Regions from separate parts of the Mus musculus genome. Here region 1 is linked to region 2. The links are chromatin contacts, called in public Hi-C maps. All regions are on one chromosome and are shown on one strand. Each heading gives the region's core, a stretch centred on a gene start, on an enhancer-like site or on the middle of the called end of the contact. The rest is flanking DNA. Distances are from core to core; before and after follow the strand shown. Region 1 has its middle 25 kb from the start of Gm35081. Region 2 overlaps Ubr5 (ubiquitin protein ligase E3 component n-recognin 5).

Region 1 (6,711 bases), core at 1,591-4,090, 120 kb after region 2:
AAAACAATCTCTTTCTTTCTTTCTTTCTTTTAACTCATGACTGGAATGATTATATAATAATGTTCAGACTATTTCCTTTAGTTTTATGGTCTTTCACCTACTTATCAAACAACCTTTGAAACCCAATAGAAATGACACATTCTATGGAGCCTTCACGTCCTCCTACAACTAAGACAAAAGTACTCATAGCTCTTACCTTTCTCTTCTCATGTTTTGTAATATCTATCTATCTATCTATCTATCTATCTATCTATCTATCTATCTATCTATTTTCATCATCATTTACCATCTAACTCTATTATATGTCTATGTCTATCATCCATCCGTCTGTCTTTCTACCCATGTATCTGTCCATCTGTCTGTTTACCCATCTATCTATCTATCTATCTATCTATCTATCTATCTATCTATCTATCTATCTATCTATCTATCTATCATCTATCTATCTATCATCTATCTATCTATCTACCTATCTATCTCTAATCTATCTACAATATACCTATCATCTATCTATCTAACGTTCCTGACCTTGAGTTTACAGTAGGAAAACACCTCTATATATCTGTACTGCTGAGTCAGTATCTCATTCCACTGCATCATCCAAGTTGGTCTGGAACTCTTGATCCATTTGGCCCAGCCTCTTGAGTGTACTGATTTCAGGCATACGTGATAACACACCAGGATATAATCTTTGAACTAAGGCCAGGGAATTAGCCAGGAATGCATGCTTCGAGGAGACGGGAGAAGAGATGGCAGCAAGCTGCAGCTTGGTTTTTAGAGAGACGCTAGGGAAAGGAACTGTGAACAGGGAGAATTAGGAGCCCAGGATGCCTCTCTGTGAACTATACCACACCTCAAAATGGTTCTCACTCTACAAAAACAAAACCAAAAAAACACAAGTGCCATTCATTATACCTGCATTGCAAAAATTTCACATGACCTGAATATTAATTAAACACCAGAGGGAACAAACTCTCCTGTTCCCCTAGGTGGGGACAATCAGAACAGTGTGTCAGCTGCTTCCCGTTAATTCTGTATTTTCTGTATTTGTTCACTTCGTACTCATCACACGTCAAGTGGTGGTAAAAATTCTATTAGGAAACTCTCCAGTGCCCCAGATAGACTGTGGATGTTACATAATGAATGGAAGTTCACGCTCTTTCTATCTTGAGAGGCTTTTTGTTTCAGCAGAGCTCACGTCTTACTGATGACAGAGTAATTATGAGTAGAATCTCTGTGGCAGGTTTCTAGAACAGTGCGTCCAGAGGGGGATGTTTTGAAACTTCTGGTAGAACTTGCTAACAATGTATCACCTTGCTGCTGCTGCTGCTGCCCAGTCCCTGGGGAGGGAGCAGAGGCATTCCACCTGGAACCCACAGCCAGCGCAGAGGAAGGCATCTCTGCCTGAGGCATTGTGGGCATTAAACATGCCTGCTACTTTTCAGGAGGTGTGGAAGACTCCTTGTAGCCATAGAAGCCTGACACAGTTCTCCAAGCTGCCAGTCACAGACAAGAGTCAAGTCTTTTCTTTGCATATCCAATCTGGCTATGGTGGCCTTTGGCTATCCTGCTGGAGGAGGTCATTTCTGCTGACATCAAGCTGATCTAATTATGGCTGATGACAGCAAGAACTATGGGAATGGGGGACCCCTAAAACTGACAGAAAGGGAAAGTCAAGAATAGTGGCTAGCAGCACTCCTTTGGTAGTTAGGACCATAGTTGTCTGAAGCCAAGAAAGGAAGCATGCAAGTGCAGCATTGGGTGTTGCCGCCGGTGGGCCGAGCATGTGCCAGCGGAAGACCACACATCCACATATGTATTAGACCTGCTGGACACAAAGATGGTGGGCTGGGAAGGGCCTGGGGTAGGCCTGGGAGGAGTTGGGAGAGGGCAGACATGCTCAGAAGTCATTGAATGGAACCCTCAAAGAACTAACGAATACTTTTAACTAAAAAATAAGGCTGGGGTGCTAGGGTTGGGGACAGATACCTTTAATCTTAGCACTCAAGATGCAGAGGCAGGAGAATCTCTACGAGTTCCATGATTACATGGAACATGGAGAGATCCTGCGTCAAAACAAAAATGAAAAAAAAACAAAACAAAACAAAACAAAACAAAACAAAACCAAAAATAGGGCTAGAAATGTAGCGTAGCTAACAGGCTGACTGCCTAGCAGTCAAGCCCTCAGATCACTGAACGTTACATGTAGTGCCACATGCCACAGTCCCAGCATTCAGGAGGATAAGACGGGGTCAGAAGTTCAAGGCTGTCTTCTGCTAATAGTGATTTCCAGATCAGTGTTGGCCACATGAAACTTTCTAAAATAAAATAAGACCTAAGCTCACCCCCCACCCCCACCCCCACCCCGTGGACTGACTTACTCAGAAATCTCCCAGTGGGCTCTCTCCTGGGGTTTCTGCTGCACCTTGCCAGAGAGAAACTGCGCTTTGCTGAAGTGCAGTGATTGACTGGCCTCTACACTGATGTGAATTTCACCAGTCCTGCACTGGTGAATAGGATCCCATGCAGAGACTATCACGCCATGCCATCTCGTCTCTTTTGTTTCTTAGAAGCTCTTAGAATTCATCAGGACCTTAACAGTTCTGAGGATTCTGGCTATGTGGTAAAATACTTCTCCATTTGGATAGATCTGGTATTTTGCTCATCATCCAATGTGGGTTCTGGATAAAGATACCACAGAAGCCAGGTGGAACCTTCTCATGTGCCAAAGCACACACATCCACATGGCACATCACCACAGATGCCACCCTCCATCGCGAGTTTCTCCTCTGTAACATCTCCCTGTCTCCTCCTCTTATTCTGTGGGTTTGTTTGTTTATTTATAGCAAAAGCCAAGACTGAAGCGGAAGCATGAACCAAGCCTTGCTTCCTGGGGACCAGAGCATCTGTGCAAAGCACTTGGCGTTTTTGGAATTCTTCTGTGAGAGTTGTATCTTCCTTTTTCCAGTGTGGCTGCTGAGGGGGTGGTATTTATATCATGCCCTGGGTTGTAATCCAATACTGAGCTGTTTATTTCATCACTTGGTCACTGGACACAGCACGTCAACTTCAGCTCTCTGTCAGCACTTCAAGATTTGCTAGGCTTGTGTCTCTGTCCTTATCTAGGTGCCAGCCTTTTTTTGAAGTTTTTGCTTAAGAAAAAAAGAAAGAAAAAGAGATGTTTGCTTATGTGTATGTGTGTTTGCCACGTTACGTGTACCATATGCATGCCAGAATGCAGGCAACCACAGAAGAGAGGGAGATCCCATGGAACTGGAGTTAACGGTTGGGTTCTCTGAATGAGGCTAGCAGGAATCACAGAGCCACCCATCAAGGCCCTGTTTGTTGCTGTGTGTTTGTTAATTTTTATTTTATTATTTGATATGTGTTGGTATTTTGACTGCATGTGTGTCTGTGTACCGTTTGCACAGCTGGTGCCCATGAGGCCCAGAGGATGCTGTTGGGTTCCTGGGAACTGGAGCTTCATAGGCTGCAAGTTCCCATGACTGGGTCATCCCTCCAGCCTCACCCTCTCTCCCATTTATTTTGTTTTTCTGGGGGTGGGGAGTGTGTGTTATTTTGTTTTGAGCCAACGTCTCACTCTCTAGCCCTGGCTACCTGGAACATACTATGTAGGCCAGACTAGCTCAAGCCTGGGGCAATCCTCTGCCTTGACCTTCTGAATGCTGGAATTACAAGCTGTACTGTACTAAGCAGGCTGCTTGCATTTATTTTCTGAAGCATAAATTCCTGCTTCCTATCCCCAGAGATTTAGATCCAGTCTGTCCAGGGAGGAACCTGTTGTTTAATAAAGTGAGATGGGGCTCGGTGTCTAGCTTGGGGATAGAGCCCTGGAAACAGCCCTGAAAAACCATCATGCCCAGTAATACATGCTTATGATAAAAGTGAATTTAAACAATGCAAAGGTTTTACACATGCACACACATGTCCACATGCATGTGTGGGCACACACATCTGTGACTTTTTTTTTTTTTTGCAAACGAGTGTGTGAACTGCCTATTCTTGCTTTTGTTCCTTTCTCCTATTAGGTTAATCAACTTGTGACATCTTTTTTTTATTCCATTTTTTACAGACAGGATTTCATATAGCACGGAGTAGCCTTGAGCTCCTGATCCTCCTGCCTCTGCCTTCCAAGGGTTAAGGTTACAGGTGTATGTCTCTTTAATTTATATATATATATATATATATATATATTTGCCATGACCAATGCCAGACAAATGACTCTGAGTAGAAAAGGTTGTATTTTAGTTTGTCCATCATGATGGGGAGGAATCCATCTTTCGACAGAGCAGAGCTCGCTCCCCAGCAGTCAGAAAGCCAAAAGAAAACTTCCGCACCCACAGGCTCTCTGCTTTGCTTTGCTTCCTTTGGGGCCAGCCTACGGGCTGTGCTCCACACATTCAGGGTGGACTATCACCCTGTAGCTAACCTTCAGTGGAAACGTTCCAGACACCCAGAAACGTGCTTTACGCACCCCAGGCATTTCTCAGTCCAATGAAGTTGATAATTCAGATTAACCATAATGCTTTGTCAAGTTCACACCCAAACATCTCTCCCTGAACCATAATGATCCTGGCCCTGAGAATTCCATGTCCTTCCCATAATGCATTCCGTACATCTCCAAGAGTTCTCATAGTCCTAATGGTTCCAGTAACGGTCCAAGTCTCCTCTGGGACTCAGGGCAAATTCTTAGCTGTGAGCCCTGTAACATCAAAACCAAACTACACATTCTCAAGACACAGTGGCACAAAGTAAACTTGTCATCCCAAAATGGAGAGAAAGGAAAGGAAAGGAAAGTGGAGCTGAAGCAAGCCCGCAGGGCAGACGCTAATCCTACGGCTATGCGCCTGGTGCCCTGTTTATGTGGTGCTGAGAAGGGACCCCAGCAGAGTCAACAGCTGGCCTCTGCGTCTGGACAGGCTCAATCCACACGGCCTGCCTGCCACAGACTGCCTCTGTTTGCTGTCTGTGGCTTGTGGTGACAGACTTTCTCACACTCTTGGCCTTTTCAACATCCTGGGGCTTCACCCTTACAGCTTCACACGTCGTTCCTGGGAGCTGTCTTTAAAGACTCACACGTGGTCATGTACAGTCTGCATTCCCAGGCCTTCTTTTGCAATCAGTGTGGAAGTCTCCATGATCCGATAGCTCTTACATTCTGTGGCTGAAAAACCAGCACCACACGAACAGCCCTAAAGCCTGCTACCAACTCCAGTGGTGGCCAGATCCCCCCCCCCCCTCCAGCCCCCAGACCATTGTTGCAATGGCCCAAGTGTCTGGGTTGGTGAACAGGGAGAAGTATTTTTCCTGTGTAGCGCTATGTGAGCAGGCCACCCTAGAATTCTCCTTTCAAAGCAAAGCATTGACATTCCAGCTCTATGCACATAGCCTGGCCAGGTCTGAGAAACCATCAAGGCATCTCCTATCTCCCCAATGCAAAGGACTTCTCTTCTTCAATCTCAGCACACTTCTTTCCTCATAAGTCTTTCAGGTCTTTCTGCTCTGCCTGCCTTTTAAGAGAATCTCATGTCTCTGACTCAACACGGCCGGTGATCAGAAGACCACAACCCGGATGCCGGGTTGCCTTAAATTCTCCTCTGACAGATTGACTATCCCGTCAGTTTTCAACTCAGCCTCCCTAGTCCACCAACTCTAAACCCAATCTCCATGAAAGGCTCAAGATGGGATAAAAATGTGGCGAAGTTCTTGGCCATAATCTCATACCTACATCCTCTATGGAGTCTAATTCTCAATTTGACTTTCTACCTAAAAACTCATGAAGAACCATCTTCATTGTACACACTTCCATTGATAGTACGTTCTTCTGACTGAGCATCAAAACGTAGAGCTTTCTGAGGCTTCTCTCACCTCCTTTTCCAAAGGCTTCTGGATTTCTGCCACAAACTAGTTCTAAGGGCTTCTGATCCACAGAGCAGCCATAATGATCCCACATTGTGAAACACAAAAAAAAGGCACCCATTTTCTGTTAGTTTTTTTGTTACATTGGCAATTACTGGACAGAAACAACTTTAAGTTGTTTAAAGGGTGAGGGGTTATTTAAGCTCGTGGCTGTTTATCAGTTAAATATGGCTAATAATCTAGTTCTCATGGATTTCTAAGGGTTATCTGTATATTAAACAAAACATGCACTTGTGTGCTCTGATCATATGCATCGTCTCTCTGTGTCTCTCTGTCTCTGTCTGTCTGTCTGTCTTCCCCCCACACTTTATATATAGATGAGTGTGTGTGTATGTGTGTGTGTGTGTATGTGTGTGTGTGTGTGTGTGTGTGTGTGTGTGTGTATTCTATGTTGGGAATGAAACTGCCAACATCCCCAGACTCTGAATACCTTTAAAATGTTTTCCAGGTAACTCTAAGACTTACAGGTTAAAGAATCATTACGGGCTGGAGAGAGGACTCAGTGATTAAGAGCACTGACTGCTCTTCCAAAAGTCCTGAGTTCAAATCCCAGCAACCACATGGTGGCTCACAACCATCCATAACAAGATCTGATGCCCTCTTCTGGAATGTCTGAAGACAGCTACAGTATACTTACATATAATAAATAAATAAATCTTTAAAAAAAAACACTACTAGGGAAATCTATATTAATCAGATTCAACATATCCTATATGTAAACCTTCAGTTGTGGATACAGACAACAGCAGCCTACCGTATGTGGTCTAAGGT
Region 2 (6,439 bases), core at 2,381-4,880:
AACTAAAAACCAAACTAACCATTTCACCATATTTTAAACTTGATTTTTCTGCTATGCCTCTTTTTAATCTTTTGAAGATAAAGAAGATCAAAACCTTGGTTTTCTATAATACCTTCTAAGGGTTAAATTCATACTGTATTAATTGCAAAATACAGGATAAGAATGTAGCTAGGCGGTAAAGCACTTGTCTACTATATACTATGCTCTATGTTTGATCCTCAACACCATAACACACACACACACAGAGCAAACAAAAAATAATGTCTTACCCATCATTATTATCAGGTTTACCCAATTCCAGTCTGTCTGGTTGTACTGAAAAACCAATCCTACAAATTCTGCCATCCTAAAAGCAAAAACAAATTAATTTTTAAAAAAGTTAAATTTTGCAAGAGAAGACACTAAAGTTTTAATTTATTCAATAAGCAGATTCTGCCTGTCACTGTCAACTCAGAAGACAAGGAAGTCCCCTCCAGACACGGGTGGGAGAGTCTAACACACAGTAACAAAAGGCTACTAAGAATTCCCTTAAAACAATACAGTCTGGAAGAATTCAGAGTAAAATTATATAATAACTACACTCAGGAGTCTTCCCAGGCAGCCATTAACTAGTTTCAAGTTCCAGTAAATCATTTACACCCAATTGATTCTCTGAGCCAGAGAACTTAACAAAAGGAAGCTGGGCATAACTAACTCTCAGTGCCTTCCCTTGACAAGAAACAAAGAACAGATGCAGAGTTTAGTTTTCATCTCCCCACCGTATGGTAAATCATTTACCTCAAGAAGAAACGCGGCGTGATTGGGTCCCACCACACACTGTTTAATAGTAGCCTGCTCCAGTACATTCAGAGGTGGGTGGCTAGGGAACAAGAAAAAAGCATGCAAGTAAAACTGCTCTTTTAATTATACACAAAAAGAACTAATTCCTAAGTGGAGTTTTAAAGCAATAAATAAAAGTAACTGATACCTACCAGAATCACTACAGTTGAAAGGTCTACCAAACCGTTTTAAGAATCAGCATTAATGGAGACTGTAATTTAAATGAACCTAACTTTGATAGAAAGAGTAGAGATGTGGTAATACACATCTTTAATCCCAAAACAAACAGGCGGGTCTCTGTGCTGTGAGTTCAAGGCCTCATCTACACATCAAATTTCAAGACAGCCAGGGCTACATCTCCAAAGAGTCTTAATGTAATCTAATTCTTAATCTAATAAGTCATATTAACCACATAAAGATGAATCCTTTTCCTAAGAAAGAAAACACTACAGCTCCATGGTAGGGCTGAAACACAGCCCATGAAAAATGGCTTAACTTAAAACAGCTTAAAATGTTTTACCTGTTCAAATTGTACTTGTTCAGCTTCTCTGAAACTTCCCGTAACCTTCAAACACAAAAGCCAAGTGTTAATAAACCCAGCACAGGTCCTGCACACACAAGATGGCTCCAGTGGGCCTGCACCAGCACTGGGCCGATTCCCAACAGTAACACACGAGCAACTCTTAAGGATTGCAAGCAGGCATTGCATTTACCTTCCCTTTCTAACCCATCAGCAGCTCCAGGAATATCCAAAATAACCCCATTTCCAAACAGGAAAGAAAATGAGGCTTCTAGAGTTTACGTAACAAACACCAGTCGTAGAGCTACTGAGCTCTGAGCAAATACCTAATGGAAAACTCCTTTTTAAAACCTGCAGTTAACCCAGGCATGGTAGTGCACACCTTTATACCAGAACTCAGAAGACAGAGCAGTCAGCCTTTGGGGGTGGGGGCTATGACATACAACCACAGTCTACGCCAAAAGACATTCTGACAGTATGTGAATATAATGAATTGAAAATAAATGGGATGCAGAGAGAATCTGTGTGCACGGTGTGGAAACATCACCTGTTGATAAAAAGCTGACGGGCCACTAGGAAAACAGCAAACTAGCCAGAAGTAATTGGCGGGAGTTTCAGCAGAAAGACTAAAACACACACACACACACACACACACACACACACACACACACACACACTCTCTCTCTCTCTCTCTCTCTCTCTCTCTCTCTCTCTGGGAGAGAGTCAGAGGTGTTGTGTGTGGTCTATAGACACACAGACTCATACATATAATACTCATACATATAAATAAACTTTAAAATTTTTTTAATTAGAAAAAAGCCTACAGAAAGTCACAGAACCCTGGGTAAATGTTCTAAGCACTACAGTAGGTAGAACCAGGCATCTCTGAACTTTACCCGGCAACTATAAAGCCACTCACTACCTACTGAGGCACATCAACCATGCACACTGACTGATGCCCACCAAAGCACCTAAGTGGTTAGAGGTTTCAACTGGTATTTTCATTTTTTCCAAAAACACAGAAATGAAAACTGCTAATTTCATTCTCACTACTGTGCACCCCACCCTCTGAACTCTCCTCTCACTAGCCCAGTTTTCTCTCTTTCCTAACAACATATTCCCTTGGTTCTGGAGGTCAGGCCTTTCCACTAAATTCCAGTTTGCTCAATTATATAGCACATTTCTGTTTCAAAACGAGATTAAATGAGAATAATGCATAACGGATTTCATAACCTGTGGAAGAAGGCTAACTAAAAAACGAAGGCAAAACAGCCTAGGGTCTGTTGCTCCAGAGTTAACAGGAGCTTTGGGAGACCTGGAGCAGAGATAGAACTCTAGACTTCCCTAGGCTAAGGCTTAAGTGCCCCACCACAGCAGTGGCACAAAGGAAAACCTATTTATTCACTAGCATGTCTTGTCAATAACACAAATTGGGGGAAGGGATCATCAAAAAAAAACAAAACAAAACTGGACAATAGCTAAAACTAAAAATTAAATGCTTCTGTAGCTTCAAACAGCACTTCAGGTAGATGCTTATGGGACTAAACTAAGCTTTGAGGATGTCAAAAAAAGCTACAAAATAATTTAATAACTCAAGAGCAAATTACAGACTACCAAAGAGAGAGAAAATGGTTTCTGATATCAGCTAATTTTAAGATTAAAAATTGATCTGAAAACTCAGTTAAAAGGGGCCTGGGAACCAAGGCACAGTGGTATACACCTTTAAGCCAGAACTCTGGAGACAGAGATGAGTAGACCTATGTGAATTCACTGGACTACAGTGAGTTACAAAGAAGCCAGAGATTGTGAAACTGTCTCAAACAAAAATAGCCAGTCAGACAGCTCACAAAGTAAAGGGGTTTGTTACAAGCAAACAAGCCTGGTACCAGGACTCCAATCCCTGGAACCCACATAAAATTGAGGAAAACCAACTCCAAAGCAGTCCCCCTGACTTCACATACACGTTCATATATTCAACCTGTCCGAAAAGGACAGCTCTCCACAACCCAGCATGCTCGCACATGCAGAATGCAGGAGGCAAAAAGAGGAGGGTCAAACTTGTTTGAGGCCTGACTAATGTGCATGGTGAGCTCCAGGGAAACCAGAGGTGCAAGAGCAAGACTGTCACAAAATAAATCTAACACTCAGTGTTTCTTTAACAAAAGTTAAAGATGGTGAGACTCTACACTCAAAGCGGCCAAGAAAAATGACAGTGAGTTCTAGGACAGCTGGGTACATAACAAGACCATGACTCAAAAAGAAAAAAAAAATAAAAAGAAAGGAAAAGAGAACTCCTAACAACTGTCCCAGGCACGCAGAAAATGCTCACCAGCACCCACAACATAGTCAGAGGTGCGGGCCTCTCTGCTCTCTGTCTGGCTCAGCTCTGCGAGTTCTCATCGTGCGAAGAAGAACTGTTAGTTATTCTGCTGCTTCTCAGTCTCAGAATTCTTACTAATACATAAAAAACAGGTCTATCAGAGGATCACCATATGGAATGTTTATGAAAAAGTAGCATTTACTAGGGTCCACAAAATGGCTCAGCACGTAAAGGTGCTTGCTGCCAAGTCTGATGACCTGAGTTGGATCCACAAAACCCACATGATGGGAAGAGAACTAACTTCTTCAGAAAGCCTCTGTCCTCCTGAGAGTGCCATGACATGTACATACACAATAAATGGTTTTTTAATGAATTAAATAGCATCTGATATATCAAAAATCCTAGCCATTTGAAATTTCATATGAGCAGATTTTATAATCACCTAGAATGTTAAACCAAATATTATCAACTTGATTCATAAATCCAATCTCAAAAATACATAAACTGGATGGTTCTTTCACTTCTCGGGGTGGTTATAGTCAACTGGCTCCAGAGCACACTGGAGGAAAGCCTCCCGCACACATGGGCTCTACTAAGGAGAGCCTGCCTCTCTCTGCAGGACACAGCCCAGCTGAGCAGCCACAGGCCACAGGCCAAGACAGCCCACTGCCACGGCTGTTAACACACCAGTGCGCCTATGTAACCATGTAACCACCGCAGCAGTCTGCTGTAAAGGGGCTCAGGCCAGAAGATGAAACACGTTCTTGTAACAGTAACACAGTAAATTTCTCTTCTCAAAAAAAAAAAAAAAAAAAAGCCTAAAGCTCATCAAATTTCACTCACACATAAATGTTTCAATAACCTCATAACAACAGCAGACAGGTAAGCCTGTGAGATGGCAGTAACACACAGCTGGGCAGGCTGGCAATAAGTCTATGACAACCCTATCTGCTGTGTTGTTCAATACTAAAATGTGCCCCATATTCCAACTCAGCGCCTCGGTGCCTGTTTGATCTCTTACACATATAATTTTCAGATGCAGAGACTAGAATCTTTCTTTTTTAATGTGAGTACACTGTCGCTGTCTTCAGACACCCAGAAGAGGGCATCAGATCTCATTATGGATGGTTGTGAGCCACCATTCGGTTGCTGGGATATGAACTCAGGACCTTCGGAAGAGCAGTCAGTGCTCTTAACTGCTGGGCCATTTTGCCAGCTCGAGAATCGTTAAGTGGCAAACTGACTCTTTCTTAGCAGTACCTATTAGGAGCTAACACTACTATTACTCTGGAAAGCCCATGGAGCCTGTCCCACTGTCCCCAACGTAGTAGATTTCAAAGGTAACTTTCACAGATCCTACTTAGGCACAGCACATAGTGAGGTTCTTCAGTTCTTAAACTCTGTCTACTTACTGCCACAAACCAGATCTCTAAATAGTCAGACACAGCCCAAATGCAATTATAATTATATTCTTGATGAAGAACACAGAGGTAGGTCCCTGAAGCTTTGGCTCTTCCTCATATCCCACCCTCCAAGTGCTGCTTCCCACACATGTGGAAGTCTAAGAGTGGAGAGCTTGCTCGAGTGTGGTCTGCCTTCAGCACACTTCCCCGAGGCCGTGTCCAGCTCAGACACCCATGTTTCCTGGCAGTCCTAACTTTTTCCCACAGACATCTGCAGCTTGCCTTTCCTCTCAAATCTCACTGTGAACATTCTAGCTCCGTGTTCTTGTCTCCAGTGTCCTCACACATACTGCAGTGGACTTGCCTCCAGAGTCTTTCCCTAGCCTCCCATGCAATCCCATCAGTCAAGAGTAAGGTACTTTATAAACCGTTTCAGAAAAAAAAAAAAAAAGAGATTCTTGGTCTTAATACCAAAAGAATTAACCTCCAGGCTTCTACCTTAAAGAATGACAATTAACTGTGTAAACATATAAATTTGTTTTGAGGTTATGTCATTATCTGCCCATGTTAATCTTGGGGAGCTTGGGAGGAGTTGCTGTTATTGCTGTTTGAGACGGGTTCTCCTGTAACCTAAGCTGACCTCAAACTGACTATCTGCCAGTGATGACCTGGAGCGGCTCTGATCCTCCTGCATCCACCTCTTGAGTGACAGGATAATAGATGTGTGCTTCTCACACATGGTTTGTATGATACTGGGTACTGAATCTACAGTCTACCAACTGAGCTACATCCCCAGCCCCCATAGTATTTTTATAAGTAAATCATAGCTAAGACAGAGACAAAACTCAATAACTTACCCCTTAATAACCACTTTAGCAAACAGCCTTTAAAGTGACCCCACCCTAACTTCTGACTAGCTATCATTTGTGGAATGATGTTCTTATCTAACCACAATTTTATTTAAGAATAAAGGATTTAATTCAAACAAAAAAATTTAAGAAAAGCCAAGAAAGGTTACTGTGTCTGCAGACCTAAATTATGATTAAGAGAATTTTAAACTCATCTTTTGGTATTCCACCAGAGAAGACATCCATTGCCAAGACAAATACAGACACATTAAAAATTTGGGAGAAGATACATTCTTTTTTGCTTGTTTGTTTGTTTTTTGATTTTTTCAAGACAGGGTTTCTCTGTCTCCCTGGATGTCCTTGAACTCAGATCCACCTGCCCCTGCCTCCAGATACAGCTACATGTGTGCAGCCTAGCTGTAGCTACTTATTTTCCAAGAGACTGCTGGACACCTAGGGTGCCAAGCAGGAGACTTCCGTACTAGCAGAGCATTTCAGTATCATTTTTAGGTAACTAAATGATGGTTTC

Evidence for each region. Hi-C and Micro-C count contacts between places; a contact is called where the count stands out from the background.
Region 1: a Hi-C map of myocytes shows a contact between it and region 2, with 2.4 times the contacts expected there. The contact joins two enhancer-like sites. A contact is called at or near these places in 3 of 39 promoter capture datasets (the C10 cell line, epiblast stem cells and liver), 3 of 484 Hi-C or Micro-C datasets (Sertoli cells, embryonic stem cells and myocytes) and 2 of 115 datasets of contacts at active chromatin or transcription factors (embryonic fibroblasts and embryonic stem cells).

What each region holds. Positions count from the first base shown.
Region 1 is chr15:38,164,926-38,171,636 of GRCm38.p6, forward strand. No RefSeq gene overlaps it. Among named protein-coding and RNA genes, the nearest start is that of Gm35081, 25 kb to the left of the region's middle. Within about 2 kb of position 2,841, at least 14 of the 459 cell types and tissues checked have an H3K27ac peak or open chromatin away from gene starts, as enhancers often do. A contact at or near this core is called in myocytes, where this site is marked.
Region 2 is chr15:38,046,766-38,053,204 of GRCm38.p6, forward strand. Ubr5 (ubiquitin protein ligase E3 component n-recognin 5) reads right to left here. Exons shown (of 59, transcript NM_001112721.2): 2 at 1,340-1,384; 3 at 778-859; 4 at 270-346. Among named protein-coding and RNA genes, the nearest start is that of Gm22353, 8.3 kb to the right of the region's middle. Within about 2 kb of position 3,631, at least 31 of the 459 cell types and tissues checked have an H3K27ac peak or open chromatin away from gene starts, as enhancers often do. A contact at or near this core is called in myocytes, where this site is marked.